2 separate regions of the Anas platyrhynchos genome follow, and region 1 is linked to region 2. The links are chromatin contacts, called in public Hi-C maps. All regions are on one chromosome and are shown on one strand. The core of a region is the stretch at or near the end of the contact, and the rest is flanking DNA. Distances in the headings are between cores, read along the strand shown.

The links. A called contact is a pair of places that touch in the nucleus more often than the background predicts.
Region 1: a Hi-C map of small yellow follicle shows a contact between it and region 2, with 2.1 times the contacts expected there. The contact joins the enhancer-like site here to the promoter of ACTB in region 2. A contact is called at or near these places in 4 of 8 Hi-C or Micro-C datasets (liver, skeletal muscle, small yellow follicle and 1 more).

Annotation. Positions count from the first base shown.
Region 1 is chr15:16,422,128-16,426,142 of IASCAAS_PekinDuck_T2T, forward strand. All of the region lies in intron 13 of RNF216 (ring finger protein 216), which reads right to left. Among named protein-coding and RNA genes, the nearest start is that of FSCN1, 33 kb to the left of the region's middle. Within about 2 kb of position 1,969, at least 5 of the 8 cell types and tissues checked have an H3K27ac peak or open chromatin away from gene starts, as enhancers often do. A contact at or near this core is called in small yellow follicle, where this site is marked.
Region 2 is chr15:16,373,257-16,377,525 of IASCAAS_PekinDuck_T2T, forward strand. ACTB (actin beta) reads right to left here and starts at 2,056. Exons shown (of 6, transcript NM_001310421.1): 1 at 2,031-2,056; 2 at 527-655; 3 at 1-211. The coding sequence starts at 649.

The sequences.
Region 1 (4,015 bases), core at 719-3,218, 49 kb after region 2:
GAGACCTGCAGGGGCCGGGGATAAGGAAAATCCACATTGATTCCTGACGCTCATTAACAGTGCTGGTCAAAGCTTTTACAGCCATGTATTAAACCGAGTTACCAAAAATGACAACTCCAACCAACGCCTCCTGTTTCACATGTTTTTGTTAAATGAAATATATCACAACCCCCCCTACCTTTAAGACAATGGAGACGTGCGATGCCCAAAACGCAAAGGAAAGCAAAGCAAGCTTCTTCCCCTCCCCAGAGCTCAGCTTTAAAGGGCTGGATAACCCGGTGCTTTGGCTGCAGTAGTTAGAGACGTACAGAACCAAAATACCCGCAGCTTCACACCAGAAGTGCTGCTGGGCACCAGTAACACCCTGCTGCTGGTCAGAGAGGAAACTGCGAGCACGAGGAACTGCTCGCTTACCGTAACACAACCAGAGGCACGGCTCTGCTGCTGAGAACAAACATGGTTTAATGTCATTTTGTACCAGAGTTTAAAGAATTCCACTACTGATATTTGAAAGAATTAGTTCTGATTCAAAGCTCCTTCCTTTTAAGCCCCATGGATGTGAGGAATGCACCACAGGTCCCAGGCAGCAGGACGGCTGCACGAATGGGCGCTGGAGCATTCGCATCACTCCTTCATCTCACCAGGATCCCTTCCCTAAGCTAAGAAAAAAGTGTTTATTGTACAGGTAAGCTTCACCCCTGAAAACAACATTTTTTTCAAAAGCTATCCCCTGCCTCTGGGCAGGATCCAGCAGCTCTCCAAGCAGAGAAATTTGGGGACAGCCCGGTGGAGTGGCTCAGGCACCTTGCACGGTGCTCATCCAGCAACCCAAGGCAGCTGGAGGAAGCCACTGCTTGATCACTTTATAAAGGTGGGTTAAATATAGGCTGTGACCTCACGCTGAAGACGTTTAAACCCACAGACCTCAAGTTGCAGCACTCTCTGCTAGGGCAGGAAGGCAGAGAAATTCAGTACCTGCTACAGGAGTCACTCGTGGAGCTGGTAACCAGCCTTCAGATCTGCAGGACTGATTGCAGGTATCAGCTGTGCGCCTGCCCAGCCAAAGTAAATAATTAAACTGGTTCAAAGCTCTCAGCAGCTGACCCTCCTGCATCTCCCCCCCGCTGCAGATTGCCTTACTCCACCCAGCAGAGGAGATCTAAGAGGTTGTCCATTTAAGCCTGCGCACAGCAAAACAGCGATGCTGTTTCCAATTGCTCGAAGTCCAGATCATGAAATCTAGCAGGGCTAAGTAACAATGACTGTGGTTTTAGTGGAACAATGCCGACCTCGGGACTGGACCAGATTTAGCTTGCAAGATAAGCAGCCTGATTTTTTTCAGGATAACTCAGGGGCTGCACCCAGAGATAACGCGATGGCGAAGGTGGTACAAAAGCAAGGCACCTTGTTCGCAGAGATAGCTGCTAATGAAGCATTGTAAGGCCACGAGGAGGAACAATCCCTGGAGTTAATTTTGAAACTTCCCTCTTACACCACCACAAGACAAACAAATCCCCTATCGCCCTGCCCTGGACACCGATCCCTCCCCACTGCTTTCTGGGGCAACAACTGCAGACCTCTTCCAGAGCCGGCTGTCCTGCTCATCTCTTTGGTCTCTCTCCCCTTCCCAGCTCCCAGATTTTGTGCTAGGAAAGGATCACACCAGGACCTCGTTTCCAGATGTCCTCTCCTCCAGCAGCAGTTGCGTGGAGGCCCAGGTTTATGTAACATACCTACGACCACTTTTAACGAGCCTGTGCAATATGGCAATTCGGAGCGTAATTCAGCAGCATTAGCACGCTTCTTTTCCCATTTAGAGCCTTATTTTCAACAGTACCCTTTGCTTACAGCATAAGTTAACATCCCAGGTCATTGTAACACTTGCAAGGGATGAAAAATGTGAGCTTTCTGAGCAGGGTGGCTATGCTGGCAAAACAAACTCTCAGAAACTGTGCGAGTACAGCTTGCTTTGCCAGGGAAATTAACCTTGAGCAAGGGGAAACCCCGCAAGTAAGCTGCTCCTAGATTTAAGCTAGCCATAACAAAAACAAAACAAAAAAAAAGCACAATTCAAAGCAGACAACGCAGAGAACCAGCAAGGGTACAGAACTGCAGGAAGATGAGAACAAAATGATACTTGGCCTCCTTGAAATCTCAGAAGTTTGTACAACTTTTTTGTTTTAATGCCTGCATGGGAGAGTTGCCTCTTACCTGTTCCTCTCCATGCAGAGGCTAAGAGAAAGCACTTTCAAAGCCCCAAAATTTGATCTGCACAGCACAGCAGGCAGACAGTGCTTATGGCAGAGAGTGAAAATGGTGAGAACGGCCCTCTGAAGTGCTCACCTCCATCTCCCAGACTCACCAGTGTGACACCAAGCCAGCTGCAACTCGTTTGCTACCCTAAAATAAGCCAGTGGTAAAATCAAAGCTGGGGGGCCCCGTGCTAGCACAGCCTGCTGGAACACCCTGGCTCGAAGGGGTGCTGCGTGGACACGCAGGGTGCTGGGCAAGGCTTTGAAAGCCTCAAAGCACCAGGCAGTGCAGCGTGGTGGGAGATGTTGGACCTGATGTTCCAGTGCAGCCAGGCACTGGGCTTCCTCCCACAGAACAAAAGCTATTCGAGCACCTGGTAAAAAAAAAAAGAAAAACAGACACTAAACAAATGAGCATGCGCTGCGGTAAAGCCGAGTAAGGCATTAAGAACTAACCAAGGAAATAAGTGTGCAGGCAGCTGACCAATTCCTCTTTCAGAGCCCCCAGCTGACATTTTCACTGCCTCCTGTTGTACCCAAAGCACCCACGAGTCCAGACCAACCCCGGCTGGGCATGGGTTTCCCTTTGGTGCAGAGGTGGCAAGAGAAACCCCAAAAGTGCAGCTTCAGGAGGGTTTCTGAAGCCCTAAAGGGTTTCTGAAGCCCCCCCAGGCGCAGGACACTGAAGTGGAGCAGCTTTCAGGGAAGGCTGAGACAAACAAGACCCAAAATCTGGGGGTGCAACACCCAAAAAGTCTCTTACCCATATGGTGAAAAAGACCAACTTCAACCCTTGCCATACGCATGCCCTCACATCCCAGTAAACAACTGTGGGTGTTTTGCAGGCAGGAACACACCAGCCTTCAATTTGTGAGGTTTGGAGTGATACAGGAACGACCGAGGGGCCCTGCACACCACACAAACCCACCTGGGGGTGCAAGGAGCATGGCACAGGGGCCAGGGCCACCCGAGGATATCCCACACCGTGTGGGCTCACACCCAGACCCGTCCAGTCTTCACCAAACCCATCGGCCGAGCTACGTCCTGCAGGAGGACAGGCAGGTTCAAGCAGTGGTGCCGCAGTACCCTGCCAAACAAGGGCCAGCTCAGGACACTTTTGTCTCCTAATTAGAAGAATCATTGAATCTGTAATTTAGTTTTCACTTAAGTCTTATAATCCCTTTTGATTCGCATTTTTAGTAGTCTCGGAAAAACGCAGCGGTCGGAAGCACTTTGGGATAAGAGGAGGAACATCTTGGATCTGCCTAAAATAAAGCTAAACTGAGCGAGCGCTTCCAAGGGGAGCCTCTCCACCCTGCCTGGCCCCGAAACAAAAGCTGGTAATCCAGCAAGACAGGCTCGCTTCCACGCAATCATGTGAGACGAGGCAGGAGGCTGGGAAAATGAGACAAAAATCCAGCTCTCGAACACCAAAACATTTGCAAGGTTCCGGCGTCACTCCGAAAAAGGCTCATCTGAACAGAAGTGAGACAGGAAGAAGAGCTGCAAGGCTTTACATTGTGAAATCCCAAATGAAGTAGTTCCCTTTCTGCTACACTTGCAAACACTGAGCAGAAAGCTTGGTTCCCCTCCCCTGCTTCTCTGTAGCACCAATTTAACTAAATGCCCTGTTCAACAATTTGCATGGCATGGCTAGCCTGCAAACCAGAGCTGCTGCAAGGCTGCCTTCTGTAAAAGACAAACAAATAAAATAAAAATACAAGCCACCTCCTCTCCAGGGACCTGTTTAAGAACCAGCAGGA
Region 2 (4,269 bases), core at 806-3,305:
GGTTCAGGGGAGCCTCTGTGAGCAGCACAGGGTGCTCCTCAGGGGCTACTCTCAGCTCATTGTAGAAGGTGTGGTGCCAGATCTTCTCCATGTCATCCCAGTTGGTGACAATACCGTGTTCAATGGGGTACTTCAGGGTCAGGATACCTCTTTTGCTCTGAGCTTCATCACCAACATAGCTGTCTTTCTGGCCCATGCCAACCATCACACCCTGCACAACAAAGAAAAAGCATGAAGTTTAACCGAAGGACAAGCCCTGTTAGGCAAGTAACATTTTTCCAAAGCCACATCTCTATAATTACTGTTCCTCTTGTGTCAGAAAAATCATTCAGTCAGCAGCTCCAACGCATGCTGCATGAAGGCTCCACAGGAGGCTGTGCACTCAGCCAGTTCCTGTTGCAGTGCAGAAGCCTCTTGTGCCACATAGGAAATAAAAGGGCTTCTTGCAGCTCGCTGCCTTTAGCAGAAATGATTTCACCAAAGGTCCTCTCCATTGTCTGGAAGCAGCACCCCAGCCACATCGTACCTGATGTCTGGGGCGACCCACGATGGATGGGAAGACGGCACGGGGGGCATCGTCCCCGGCGAAACCGGCCTTGCACATACCGGAGCCATTGTCAACAACGAGCGCAGCAATATCATCATCCATGGCTGGCTGCGGAAGAAGAGAGATGGAACGTGAGCACCGCCGGCCACACACCAGCAACCAAACCCCATCCTGCAGGGGGAATCGCCCCTGGAGGCAGCAGCCAGAGAGGGGAGAGCCAGCGGTGTACAGGGCTCATGTGCGGGGCTCTGCGATGCCTCGGAGGCCTTCCCCACCCATTTCCTTCCTGCCAGAGCCTGCACCGCTTCGCCCGGCGCCCGCTAGAGGGTGCGGCGCCTTCCAGATTTCGGCAGCGCACAGATTTGGGACAAAGGAAGTCCCTGCGCCCTCTCGCATTATTACCATAAAAGGCAATAAGGCTGCAGCTCGCTGCTCCTCGCCAGCCGCCAGCTTTCGGGGGGCCGCCGCCAGCCACTCCCCCGACCCCTCCCCAGCCCCGGGGAGCCCCACGGCCACTCCCCACCCCCCCACCCTCTTTGGGGGCTGCCACCTCCTGGGGAGGGGGCACTCACCACCCTCCCTGCCTCCCCCCACTCCTCCTCCTCCTCTTCATCCCGTCACGCCCAAGCTGCCCGCACACCTCCGGGGGGCGGCTTCCAGGAGGCAGCCGCCGAGCTCCCGGCTTCGGGAAGGGGCAGGGAAGCGGGCTCGGCCCCGGGGGGTACCGGGGTGGGGGGGTGCAGGGAGCCGAGCCCTGGCTCTGCCTGCGGGCGGTGCCGGCCGGGGGCGGCTCCTGGGACATGTGCCCGAGTGGTGCCGGCCCTGCCCTGCACACGGGGGGCTTCTCCTCTTCCCCCCCCCCCTCCTTTTTTCCCTTTGTTCCAGAGCGCCCCTCGTAACGGGGAGCCGCCCACACCCCCCCCCACACACAGAGAAACCCACCCGTTTTCTGCATGGGGGTGCTGAGGGAGCCGCCCCCCTGTCCCCACAAGGGGAACGTGCCCCCCCCCCAGTCCCTACAAGGGGACACTGCCCATCCTGACCCCACCAGGATGAGGGGAATCGCCCCTCGACCCCACAAGGGGTGCTGAGGGGAGTCGCCCCCCCCCCCCATCCCCTCACACACAGCCATAGCAGGGCCGGGGGGGGGGCAGCCCTGAGCAGACAAAGCCCCACGCCCCAGCCCACCGCCACAAATCCTCTTAGGAGGCGGATTAACCGCACACACCACGTTAGGAGAGGGGGGGGCACACCATAAAGCCCCCCTCACACCTCCACCACCCCCCTCAGCACCCCAAAGCGCCTCAGCGCTCCTCTCCTCACACACCCCCCCCTCCACAGCACTACCCAGACCCCTCACCCCCCTCCACCCCCGAGCAGATCCCACGGATACCGACCCCAAAACCCCACCGCCAGCGAGGCGAGGGCCCCCTACACCCCCCCCCACACACCCCTTTCCTTTTACCCCCCGGTCCCCCCTCACCTTCGGGGAGTTGCGCGGTCAGAGGCGGGCGGGCGGCGGGAGCGGGGCACGGGCGGGCGCACGGGGCGAAGGCAGAGCTCGCAGCGACTCCCGCCCGCCGCGCGCCCCGCCTTTTATACCGGCCGCCGCCGCCGCCGCCTCGCCATAAAAGGAAACTTTCCGAGCGCGCGGCCCTGATTGGCCCCCGCCGCGCCTCCCCGCCTCGCGCGCCGGCCCCGCCCCCTCCTCCTCCTCCCTCCCCCCCCTCCCTCCTCGCGCCCCGCCCCGGCGCGCGCCCGCCCCGCCCCGCCCCGCCCGGCGCGCGCGCGCGCCCTCCCCCCCCCCCTCCCAACCTCCCCCCCCCCCAGCGGAACAAATACACAAATAAATAAATAATTAAATGGGTGGGGGGCGATTTTTTTAATTGATTGATTTATTATTTTTTTTTGGGGGGGGGCGCAACGCCACACCCCGATTTGGCACTGCTTTGATTAGGGGGGGTAATTGCACGGCCACCCCCACTGTTGTCGCTTTGAAGCAGGGTGCAGAAATGGGGAGCGGCCGCTGCTCGGTGCTCAGGGCACGGTGCTCGGTGCATGCTGACCACTGCATGGTGCTCAGTGCATGGTGCTTGGTGCTCGGTGCATGGTGCACAGTGCCCTGTGCATGGTGCTCAATGCATGCTGACCACTGCACGGTGCTCGGTGCATGGTGCTTGGTGCTCTGTGCATGGTGTCCTGTGCATGGTGCTCAGTGCATGGTGCTTGGTGCATGCTGACCACTGCATGGTGCACAGTGCACAGTGCATGGTGCATGGTGCACAGTGCATAGTACACAGTGCCCTGTGCATGGTGCTCAGTGCATGCTGACCACTGCACAGTGCTCGGTGCATGGTGCTCAGTGCTCTGTGCATGGTGTCTTGTGCATGGTGCTCAGTGCATGGTGCCCCTGTGCATGGTGCTCGGTGCATGCTGCGTGCTGCCCGGTACCTGGTGCACGGTGCCCAGTGCCCGGTGCATGTTGCTCAGTGCCCCCCCAGCCCATTACCAGCCACAGGCATCAGGAAACAGGCACAGAGCCCAGCGAGGCGCTGGTCAAGCAGGGCCCAGCCCTGCCCTGCACACAAAAGCAAGAATTTGGCCGAATTTGGGTGATTTTCACATCTTTCCCATTTTCCACAGGCACCCAGCCGGGGATGAGGATTGCACTGAGGGCAGCGCCCGCAGAGAGGCCAGGGGCAGCTGCACGGGGCCTCGCAGCTCTGCACGAGCACGGGCTGGTTAATTAAGTTAATTAAGGAGGCCCGTAAGTAAAGGCACAGCAGCCGCCCGCAAGCTGTTGCCGGCTCGGAGCAGGCAGACGTCAGCATGGGGACTTCCAGTGCCCGCTCTTGGCAGGTCGGGAACAGGGTTTGTAGGGCAGAAAAATGAATGACCAAACACAAAATGCTTGGAAAAAGGAAAGAAAAAGGCTAAAAACGCCCATTTTTCACAGCACGCCCTCGGTGGGCATTGCAGGGATTTTTTGCAGCGGGATCTTTGTCGCGGGGATGCTGCGAGGATGGGGCGCAGAGGACGGGGACCCCTGGAAAATCCTCCCAGATGGAGGCTGGAGGTGGCCTCCAGGCACCCGGCCTCGTCCCCCCCTGGCCGGGGGTGGCCGCGGGGACACCCAGCACCCGGTGCCACCACCCCTGGTGCCACCCCCGGTGGTGCGGAGCGGCCCCGCGGGCGCACGGTGCCGGATCCCGGCGGTAAAATGGGAGTCGTCGCTGTTAATTACCTACCTGGCGGGGAATTAATTACTGTTTGCGCTCCGCTTTTCAAAGGGCTGGTTATTAATTAGGAGATCGCGCGTCAAAGAAGGGGAGCCACGAGGCATGGGTGGCGCTGAGGGCGCAGGGCACCCGCTGATAAGGGGGCTGCAGGCGGCCCTGGCAGGAAAACGTCCCACAAAAACCACGGGTTTGGGACCGGGATCGTCACCGGGAGGCCGCCAGCGGATGGGAGGCCAAGAGGGGAATCACGGGGCAATTAGCGCTCGCCTTGATTACACAGCCCCAGCCCCGCCGGGTGCATGTCTCTGGGATGGGCAGGATGTGGCCCACGGTGCCCGGCGCACGATGTGACCGAGCTGGGACCCTCCTGGGGCCATCCCAAGAGCCAAGAGGAGAGAAAAAGGGGAACAGCGCGGGGAGCACCCCAATCCCCAGATCTGTGGGGTCGGGATGTCCCCGAGGGTGCTGGCGGCCACCACCCTG